Regions from separate parts of the Zea mays genome. Here region 2 is linked to region 1. A link is a contact called in public Hi-C data. All regions are on one chromosome and are shown on one strand. The core of a region is the stretch at or near the end of the contact, and the rest is flanking DNA. Distances in the headings are between cores, read along the strand shown.

Region 1 (5,749 bases), core at 1,855-4,354:
TTGTTTGTATTGTTGTTTTGGACCTTAAGCAGTTGTTTTGTATTGATTATTAAGACCTAAAGTGCCTATTTTGTTATTGATATTTCCGATCTTAAGTGGTTAGTTTATACTGCTACTATATTGTTGATGCCCACAGATGGGCAAAGGGAAGGATAAGGTTGACGGTGACAACTGTACTCGTGAGAGGACCATTCTATGGGATGAGGATCAAACAAAGTTCATGCTTGGTTGGTACATGGACTTCATAAAGGATCAACATGCCGGTTTTAAGGTTAAAAAACAGCACCACTTTAAGTGTGCAGAATCATTGAATAGACAATTCAATATGGGGGTAACAGCAACTCAAGTGGAGAGACATTTTAGGCATTACAAAGAAAATTGGAAGTTCATTGCAACAACCTTAAACAAGAGTGGTAACACTTTTGACACAACAAGGTCTATGGTAATCATATCAGAATCAGAGAAGGAAAAACTAAAGGTATTCTGTTTTTCTATTTTAATTTTATTTTCACAGCATGGTCCATGAATATTACTAACAAACATATAACCGGATGCAGGATAGAGCAAGGAGGCTCCTTTCAAAGCCCATCAAATTCTTCAATGAAATGCAGGAGCTATTCCTTGACAGTAGTGCTGATGGATCTCTTGCCATGGATGCTACTACTTGCCTAAATGAAAGTCAACCTGTCGATGATAATGATAATGATGATGACATATGCAATGATGTCTCCAACTATGGTCAACCTGAGGATGACCTAGGTGATGACTCTGACACTTTACCATCTCCTAAAATTCCATCTCAAGTTATCGATCAGAGCTCATCTAGCTCTGGAATCAAGCGTCCAAGAGGAGATGCCATACCAGTCAAAAGAGATGTGAGACCACGGAGCCGCATGGCAAAGATAGGAGATGAAATCAACACTACTTTGATGGATCTTCGGAACGAACTTAAACAACCACCACCTCCACCTATTATACCTTCTTTGAACTCTGATGCCGAATTATGGCAAAGGCTTGAAAAAATGACATTGACTACTGATCAAAAACTGATAGTTGGGACATTTCTAGCATCAAAGGATTAAAAGGGCATGCGTGGTTTCTTATCCGCTTCAGCTGAAACAACATTTCAGTCATGGGTATTCAAGTTTTTGAGTGATTCAACACTACTGTGAAGTGATTAGGTGATTCACATATCATTAGTTTTATTGTTTCAACTTGTACTTAGCTGATATGTTTTGCACTTGTTTTAGGCTCAACCAGGTACTCTTTTGTGGATGGAAGGGTGGTGTTGTTGGCTGGCTGTTTTGGTGTGAATTCCTTAGGTGGTTGCCTGTTATTTTGCTCAGTGGCCAGGTGATGTTTATGGCGGTGGTGATGCCTCATTCTTTTGCACGTCTTCTAAGCTGATCAATAAGGCTTAAGGAGATGGATGGTGCTGCTCATAGCTGAATGTTTAGCACCATTATATATACATATTTGTGTGTGTATTGTAATAGCAACTACCTCAGACTGTTTCGAATCTATTTTAGACCTATTAATCAGCTGTAATGAACATGTTGTGGAGCTATTATGAACTGATTATTAGCTTATCATGCGCATGTGATTATAGTGGTGTAAGTTTTTTATATTCTTATATATGTGTTCATGTGATGCACATGTTTAGTTTATGTGGCGTGAATGGAGTTTTGGTGAACAACCAAACAGCTGCCACATATTGACATGTATGCCTAAGTTTAGGCGTGGCAATAATCCAAACAAGTGCCACAGTTTTTAAAGTCAAGCCTAATCTTAGGCGAACACATGAACCAAACACAAGCTAAGCTAAGGCAGATTAGGCAAGCCACAAATGTGGCAGCTAACTAAGGTTAGGCGTGGCATCCTAGGCATAGAACCAAACATGCCCGTATTCCGCCCAGAAGACGTGCGACGAGAATGCGCCGTCGGTCTCAGTCAGACGGAAATCTGGATTCGCCGCCAATCCAGACCCACGGCCTGGGAATCCTACATGTGCTTGCAAATGATGGTGCGCTCCGGTTCGGCAGCGGGAGCGTACGTACGGCGACAACGTGGTGGAATGCGGAACAGATGGCGCACCATCGGTCGGTCGGTCGTTTTGTTCTCGTGTCTGTGCTCCAGACGATCCGAAGAACGCCGCAGCCGTAGCCGCTGCCAACCGCATTGGTGTGTTTGGATAGAGGGACGAGTAAGACTGTCTGCAACGGTTACCCCTAAATTTTTCCCCCTATATCACTTTTTTACATCACATCATCAACATTTCATCCCCTACTTTTTTATCTCCCGCAGCGGTTCCCCCTATATTCTCCCCCTATACCCCACTACAACTGTAAAATATCATTTCCTATACCTACTTTTCATTTACTATCAATTTTTCTCTATCTAATAAATACTCACGTGTTACAAAAATACGCAAGAGGAGTCGTTAGCGTTACCCTGCATCTGGCGGTTCACTGTGCATTGCGCTTGTACTGTAGCAGCGGTAGCGGTGAGCGCTGCAGCGTGTAGCGTTGCTCTGCACACGCTAAACGAAGGGGAGAGGGCGTGTGGCGGGATGCGCTGCGCATAGCCTAAGGACGAAGAGGGATGGGATGAGATCATTTTAACTTGATCCGGTTTGGAGATCTAGAGTCAGGGTAAAGAAAATTCTTAAAAATGGTGGATGAGGTCCTCCCTCAAAAAAATAAGGGACGAGGTCAGTCCAAGATTGATTCCATCCCATCTCGGTTTGACACCGAACCTCAGCGCGGTACCGCCGGAGCACTGATCACCTCACGCCGCCATGCGTTTCATCTGCTGTGAACTCCTGTGAGCAGTAACCACTTTTGTAGCTCAATTACTACTGAGTCATGACTGACAGGGCTCACAGGACGGTAATAAAAAGCAGTGAAGGGAATGACCATTTTTTAAGACGGCGCAGTGCACGGAAGCGTGTTTTCCTGTCAGCGCACACCCTGCCAAAACATTCCGTCCCTTTCTGAGGCCACCGTCACCCGCCCAACTCGGGTGTCCTTTTCGCGCGTCGCACCAGACTGATCGGCACTGCTCCTCGCCGCGCCGCGCGGGCAGGCGCTGCCCATTGCCAAATTCCCAGGGGCCATCGCCCATCCCCTTCCCCACCAGGCCAGAGGCCACCGCTTGCCCTTTCTTCCCTGCCGGCTGCCGCGCTCCTAATAATTGCATCGCCGCCCCATGTCCGCCCTGCTTATTCTTGTGGCTAGCCTCGCTGCTTAGTGCTTATATCACCATTCACCAGCTAGCTTCTCACCACCGCCACCGCCACCGCCGGCTCCTGCTGCCACCGCCCGCTGGCTGGCTTAGCGCGTAGGCTGTGACTGACTGACTGACTGACTGCGAGACCACAGCACCGGAGGACGCCCGCGCGCGCGAACCGCAGCGCAGAGGCAGGGGAACCTTGTCCGCGGCTCGGCCGGCATGAAGCTCCCGCTGCTGCGTCCGCTGTGGCCGGGCCTGGGGCCTGCGGCGGCGGGGCCGCCCGACGCGGCGCCGGAGCCGGCCAAGCCCTCGCTGCCGGCCACGTGGCTGCTGCTGCACGCGCTCTTCTGCGCCACATCCATGGCCGTCGGCTTCCGCTTCTCCCGCCTCATCGTCTTCCTCCTCTTCCTGCCCACCCCGCCCATCAACCCCGCCGCGCACCTCGTCTCGCTCGTGTCCTCGCCCGCCGTGGCGCTCGCGGGGGCCAACGCCACGGCCACGATCACCACGACCACCACCACCACCACCACCGTCACCACCACCACCACCACCGTGGCCGCCGACATCGGCGGCGCCCACCCGCACCACCACCACCACCGCCACGGCCCCGTCTTCGTCGGCCGCCACCCGATCCGCGTCCGCGCCTGGCCCCACCCGGACCCCAGCGAGCTCCTCAAGGCGCACCGCATCCTCGCCGCCGTCCAGAACGCGCAGCGCAGCACCAAGCGCCGCGGCGCGGGACCCGCGAGGCCCGTCATCGCCGTCACCCCGACCACCACCTCCGCGCTCCAGGTGCCGTCGCTCACGTCTCTGGCGCATACCCTCCGCCTCGTTGACGCCCAGCTCGTGTGGATCGTCGTCGAGCCGGGCAACCGCACAGACGCCGTCGCCGCGGTGCTCTCCCGCTCCAACCTCGACTTCCTCCACATCACCGGTCCTGGCGACTCCACCGCGAGCCTGCGAATCCACGCCCTCAGGTCCGTACGCAAGCTCCAACCGCGAGATGGGAGGGGTCTCATCTCACGCACGCGGCGCCTCCCTCTCCGCTCATCATCTCTCGCTCATTGATAATGCAACAGGGAGATTCGGACGAAGCGGATGGACGGCATCGTGGTGTTCGCCGACGAGAACAGCATCCTCCGCACCGAGCTGTTCGACGAGGCGCAGAAGGTGACCACCGTGGGCGCCGTGCCCGTCGGCATCCTGGGCGAGGACGACGGCGCCAGCGAGTCCTTCCTACAGGCGCCGTCGTGCGACGCGGAAGGGAATCTGGTGGGCTACCGCGTCTCGGAGGAGACCGTGCTGCCGGCGAACCGGAGCGACATGCTGATGGCCAGCAGGCTGGAGTGGTCCGGCTTCGTGGTGAACGCGCGGGCGCTGTGGGAGGACGCCAAGGAGCGGCCGGTGTGGGTGCGCGATCTCGACGACGCCGACCCCCGCGCCGCCAGCCCCCTCGCGCTCGTCACCGACGCTGGCCGCGTCGAGCCGCTCGCCAGCTGCGTCCAGGCGGCTCTCGCGTGGTCCTCGCTGCGTTCCGACAGTATCCACGAGGTCAAATTCCCACACGAGTAAGTTCGCCGAACACCTCGCCTGCTACTTTGCAATTTCAACTTTACAAATTGCCAACAGGTACTTTGGAACTATTATAGCCAATTTGCATAACATGGCCACAATTCCACAAACAGTACTCTTAGCACTGTCACAGAATACTCGTTGTGTACAGACTGCAGACTGCGAGCTGTGAGCTGTGACACCCCGCCGGTGGTTGCCGTTTTCATGAACAGAGTTGGTGTCGTTGGTTCCTGTTCCTTTCGTCTTCGTCTCGTAGCATGCCGCCTTGTGTTATAAATTAGTGATCCCTAAATACAGCCATGATATTAGGACTAGGACGCATCCTTTTAATATAAGCAGAGTAATGATAGCAATAAACATGCATCATGACACTTCATTGTCTGAGAAAATCGTTTTCCTTCAAGACAAATCATTTCATGATCTTCGTGGTGCGTGTAGTTTAATCACAAAGGATTACATAACTGGCGTGCGTACACCTTACTTTCTCCAAAAGCTCCCCATTTGCTCCACATGCCCACCTAATCTAGTAGCTGTCCTATGCGCTGTGTCAAAAGCAGAGCCAGGTCATTCTAAATTTCCATACCTACTATCACTTCAATTAACATATCCTATCAACTCCGCCGATGGAACATTTCTAGACCATTACTCGTGCTGACGCTACAGATCATATTAAAGACAAACTTAATTATTATCTATTCATAAAATAGAATACTTAAGCAAATGGTCGGTTCATGTTCCTCAATAATTCACAGGTCCAGCTCTTCTACCGTTCTTGTCCTGTCATTACAACTATACAATACCATGACTAGACCATTGCGTATTTGACTTAATAGGGGTCACATCTGTGCTCATAGAAACTATGTTAAGTTATCGCTGCTTTCGTCATACAGTAAATGCTTGTTTGATCATGTGGCATTTGTGTGCACAGATGGAAAATCGATCCTCC
Region 2 (5,749 bases), core at 2,002-4,501, 130 kb before region 1:
GGGAACTGAGGATGAATACAAGACTGCTTTTAAAACACATCATGGCCATTATCAGTTTCGAGTGATGCCTTTTGGTCTCACTAATGCACCAGCTAGTTTCCAGTGTGCCATGAACTCAGTGTTGGAGACTTTTCTCAGAAAATTTGTTATGGTTTTCTTGGATGATATTCTCATTTACAGCCCTAGTTTGGAAGTGCATTATCAACATATTAGGATGGTGTTGGCCAAGCTGAGAGAGCACCAGTTTTTCTTAAAGATGAAGAAATGCTCCTTTGTGAAGCATGAACTCAAATATTTGGGTCATGTGATTTCAAGAGATGGGGTGGCCACAGATTCTAGTAAAACTGAAGCTATGTTGTCCTGGCCACAACCTAAGAATGTGACGGAGTTGAGGGGATTCTTAGGTTTAACAGGCTATTACAGGAAATTTGTGAAAGATTATGGTATTATTGCTCGACCTCTTACTAAGCTGTTGCAGAAACAACAGGTGTTTCAGTGGTCTGAAGATGCTCAGGTTGCTTTTCATAAGTTGAAACAGGCTATGGCTTCAACACCGGTTCTTGCTCTGCCCAGGTTTGATCTGCCTTTTACAGTCGAGACAGATGCATCAGATGTGGGTCTCGGAGCGGTGTTGATGCAACAGGGCAGACCCATTGCCTTTCTTAGTAAAGCTCTGGGAGAAAAGAACAAACATATTTCTATATATGAGAAGGAGTTTTTGGCTTTGATTATGGCTGTAGATAAGTGGAGGCAATATTTGCAGAGGGGTGCATTTGTGATTAAGACAGATCACAAATCTTTGACATTCTTGGGAGACCAGCAATTGCAGTCAGATCTTCAAAAGAAGGCTATGACCAAGTTAATGGGATTGCAATTTCAGATTGTATATAAAAAGGGGGCAGAAAATGTCGTTGCTGATGCATTGTCAAGGAGGAGTTCAGTATTGGACTTGGCTGCCATTTCTGAAGTGCAACCAGTTTGGGTACAGGAGGTGCTGAATTCTTATGCTACTGATGCTGAAGCTCAACAGTTGATAGCTCAATTGTTGGTGCGCGGTCCTGATGAGAATGGGTTTTCATTGTATCAAGGCATTATTCGTAAGGCAGGCAGGATTTGGATTGGTGCTAATTCTGCTCTGAGAACCAAGTTGGTGGCAGCTTTGCATGATAGTGCCATTGGTGGTCATTCTGGTACTCAGGCAACTTATCAACGGGTAAAGAAAGTGTTTTATTGGAGGGGATTAAAGGCAGATGTGGTCCAGTTTGTGCAACAGTGTGCAATTTGTCAAAAGGCCAAGAGTGAAAGAACTCATCCAGCTGGGTTATTACAACCTTTGCCGGTACCACAGGGTGTGTGGGAAGATGTGACTATGGATTTCATTGAAGGTTTGCCTAAGTCGGAAGGGTTTGATACAATATTAGTGGTGGTGGACAGATTTTCGAAATATAGCCATTTCTTTCCTTTGAAACATCCTTTTACTGCAAAGGGTGTTGCACAAGTCTTTCTGGACAATGTGGTTAAGCTACATGGAGTACCCAAATCGCTGGTATCTGACAGGGATAAAGTGTTCACTAGCAGTTTTTGGAAGAACCTGTTTCAGTTGATGGAGGTCAAGCTGTTGATGTCTACAGCCTATCACCCACAGACTGATGGCCAAAGTGAACGTGTGAACCAATGCTTGGAGATGTATCTCCGGTGTGCTGTCAATTCTCAGCCCACCAAATGGAAGAGTTGGTTGGCTCTCGCGGAGTATTGGTACAATACCACTTATCATGCTGTTTTGGGTTGTACACCATTCAGGGTGTTATATGGTTATGATGCTCCTATGCTAGCCCTTCCTAGACTCATCAATATTGAGGACCCGGATGTCACTACGTGGGTCAAGGAAAGGAGTGCTTTTTCTGCCATGTTGAAGGAACAGTTGGCTAGAGCACAGTTGCGTATGAAGCAATATGCTGATAAGGGCAGAACACCAAGAGAGTTTCAAGTAGGAGAATTGGTGCTGTTAAAACTTCAACCATATGCACAGAAGACAGTGGTGAATCGGCCTTGTCCTAAATTGTCTTTTAAGTTTTTTGGGCCTTACAAGATTATAGCTCGAGTTGGGGCAGTGGCATATAAGTTGGAATTGCCACCCGATGCTCATGTGCATCCAGTGTTTCATGTGTCTCAACTTAAGCCGTTTCACCCGTGTTATTCTCCAGTTTACACTGAACTTCCTCTCTTGGTTGATCTGTCCCAAGGGGATGTTGAGCCTGACCAAATTCTGAATCGAAGGATGGTACGTAAAGGAAACAATGCTATTGTCCAGGTGCTGGTCAAATGGACAGGTCTTCCAGCAGATGCGGCTACCTGGGAAGACTATGAAGTGGTGAAAGTAAGGTTTCCTACAGCGCACGCTTGGGGACAAGCGTCTTTTGACGCTGGGGGAGATGTGATGACCCAAGGTGGCGGTGCTTAGGCACAGGTATGGAGTATTAGTGGGTCTTTCGTGTATTAGGGTTTGGGCCATAATAGGGCCGTATTAATCTTCTTTGGGCTGTAATAAGTGATTAGCCAAGTCATTAGTCGTTCTGTTAGTTGGATTTCAGATCTATAAATACTGTAACTGGTTGATTGAGATGAGAGAGAAAAAGAGATAACCGAAATCCAACTCACCAGTGTCCTTGGCTTCTTTCTCTTCGCTGGTCTGCTACCGACTCACGCCCGGCGAACCCTAGCCGCGGCCACGGGTCATCACAGAGAGAGAGAGAGAGAGAGAGAGAGAGAGAGCCCCGATAGGGCAGGGATGGCAGAGAAATTACTCCATTCTCCCCCCAGCCCAGAGGAATTAAGCCTGATTCCCACCTATCTAGACAAGCCCTAAGGAAAAACTACACATAATTGCAAGAGGAAAGCCTAATTCACACCCATCCATAGAGAATTGCATCCAGATCATCATGCCTCCTGATTACAGCCGAGAGGGAGGGGGAAAGGGAACGAACCATCTGGGAGGCGAAGGAGCGAGAGGCCGCCGCTCGTGAAGGGAGGACCCTCAGCTTGCCGGCGAGAGCTCGCAGCGCCATGGCAACGACGGATCGGCCGGATCTGGGGGAGGAGGCGCGGGGGGCGAGGCGTACGCGTTGGCTAGGGTTTGCCTTCGTCTGCCTTCTTTCTTGGCGAGGGGGATGATGTTTTTGGCTTTGCTCCTGAACGGAGAGGTGCCCGTAGGGCTCAGCTACAGCAGCAGAGGGAGGGAGGGAGGGGGCAGGTCGGCCAGCGGAGGAGAGAGAGAGTGGCAGGCACGTCTCGTTTTCTCACAATTTCACCGACCCGGCCAACGTACCCGACACGCCCTGATCCGCCGTATTCGGAAGCTCCGGATCAAAGGCTGCCTCCTCCTCCCGTGCAATGCACACTTTCACTAGGGGCAACTTGCAATGCATACGGGTGTACGGGAACAAGGCGCGGGATTTATCTCTAGCAGACTCCCTGTTCCACTCCCTTTATCACCACCTATTTCAAACTCTACTCTGCAAACAGTGTAATTCAGTGGCGGAGCTCTATAAAATTAAAGCCCCGGGCCACTATAAAACTTGAAGGTTACTTTAAAGAACCCCTAATATAATGTACGGCTAAATACCGCTAAAACAAAATATATCACAAACACAGACTAAGATAGTATTTACTTCAATTTAGCATCTAAAAATACAATAAACTTGATAAAAAATATAAAAGTACCTAATTAGAGACGATTTGGTCCTTCCCCGCCTCTAATAGCTTTTTCTTAGATCTAGACAAGAAATGCATTTCAATAATTGAGTAGATCTTTCAATAAAACGAATTTTTAATTCCACAATAACTTGATCATACACAACAATAAAGATCTCATTTTTGAAATGATGATAGTAAGTCACTAACTGACCTCCATGTCCCCTTGAGCGACCTCGAACAGTAATTGTATCATCCATCTTTGGTACAATAATTTTATGTTGATTATAAAAGGTCTTTACCTTCTCAAACAATTCCTCCCATCCATTATGTCAATCTACCATCACAGAAACATTTAACAATCTAGTATCTAGCTCGTTGTTCACTAGTAACAAAAAAAAAGAAACTAAGAAAATGAGAAGATGCTTACAGTTAGTAGGACTGTTGGAGATTTGAAGGCTTGGAGCAGTGGATGGAAATCAAACGTAACGGAGAATTGGAAATTGGAGGGAGCCAGGGAGGTCGACTGCCACTGGACGTGGCTGAGCCGTCGAGGGGCGAGCGGCGCCCGACGCTGCCCCTGGCCGGTTGGCTAGCTGGCCCGCCTGGCCGGACCTCGGGACCTGCACGCTGGACCGGACGTGCGGACGACCGGATGGGTCACAGCATCATGGGCGTTCGGCGGACCGCGGAGGCGCCGGGCGCGGACGATGCACGACAGCACGGACGCTGGAGGGCGAACGGCGGACGGGACGGACGGACAACGAACGGACGCAGGAGGGCGGACGATGGACACCGGAGGTCGCAGCCAGAGCCAAGCCTTGGAGGCGGCGCCGTCAGCCGCGCGGATGCACAGCGCATCGGCTGGGAAGCATGCCTTGTGTTAGGCCCGTTTAGATTTCTTTTGGGCCAAAACTCTATACATATATAAAATTGTTTCTGGGCTACGACCCGGGCCACGGCCCAGGTGGCCCGAGCCCAATATCCGCCCCTGGTGTAATCTACAGTGCAAAACAGTACTTTACACGGCCGTTTACACGGCCTGCTGGAGATGGCCACCAGTAAAGCATCAAAATTGGAAACCATGTAAAAAAAAATATAACTGGCTCACTAATAGTTTTAGTGATGGGATAAACGAGAATTATTGCATTACTATGAGTAGTTTTTATATATGAACCAGCTCTACTAAGTATTGTAAATAAAGAAGTTACCATAACTTGCTACGACTATAGAAGTTACTCACTTCCAACAACAAGAGACAGCATGGGTATCTAAAAACATATATTATGAAGCCCATGCACAGCCGACCCAAAACCCATTGCCGGTGCACAGCTCCATGCCTATAGATGTCCAAACGGGCCGCCCGGCCCGGTCCGGCCCGGGCCCGGTGAAGCCCGGCCCGTTTTGGGCCTGGCCCGCCAGGCACGATTAAAAAACCGGGCCGGGCCGGCTAAGCACGCGGGCTCAATTCCTTGTCCGAGCCCGGCCCGCAACGGGCCTAAACGGGCCGGGCCGGCCCGTTTAGCACGAAAAAAGCGGGCCGAAAAGCGGGCTATGCGGGCCGAAAAGCACGTTTTAGTGTAAAAAAAGCGGGCTTAACGGGCTTAGCGCTAAACGGGCCGTGCCGGGCTAGCCCACCGTGCCTAATTTCCTGCCCGAGCCCGGCCCGCTTATTCGTGCCGGGCCGGCCCGGGCCCGCATATAACCGGGCCGTGCCGGGCTCGGACCGGGCCAAAAAACGGGCTTCGTGCCGGGCTCGCGGGCTTCGTGCTTATTGGACATCTATATCCATGCCTGTTACCTGAACAAAAAGGAAAATGTGAGGCATCTATCGGAAGAACAATGTAGTAAATCAAGAACAATCAAATTCTGACTTAAGTTTAATAAAATTACGTTAACAACTTAAATAAAGCATTAAGATAATAAAACACACATCTGCACCGAGAGGACAGGGCCGGGCGACGCAACGCAGCAGCACGACCAGACGCGGAAGGGAGATGTCGTCGCCGGCTGCCGCTGCCCCCCAAGATCGGCGAGCCGTTCCCAGTTTTCACCGGAG

The links. A called contact is a pair of places that touch in the nucleus more often than the background predicts.
Region 2: a contact with region 1 is called in a Hi-C map of endosperm, with 3 times the contacts expected there. The contact joins the promoter of LOC100278052 here to the promoter of LOC100281712 in region 1. A contact is called at or near these places in 4 of 25 Hi-C or Micro-C datasets (bundle sheath, endosperm, leaf and 1 more).

Annotation. Positions count from the first base shown.
Region 1 is chr10:147,714,032-147,719,780 of Zm-B73-REFERENCE-NAM-5.0, reverse strand. LOC100281712 reads left to right here and starts at 3,104. Exons shown (of 3, transcript NM_001368084.1): 1 at 3,104-4,208; 2 at 4,311-4,799; 3 at 5,732-5,749. The coding sequence starts at 3,451. It overlaps LOC103642129, which reads left to right. Exons shown (of 3, transcript XR_002265623.1): 1 at 1-478; 2 at 558-1,181; 3 at 1,251-1,627.
Region 2 is chr10:147,843,455-147,849,203 of Zm-B73-REFERENCE-NAM-5.0, reverse strand. It overlaps LOC100278052, which reads right to left and starts at 3,251. Exons shown (of 4, transcript NM_001151456.2): 1 at 2,985-3,251. The coding sequence starts at 3,065.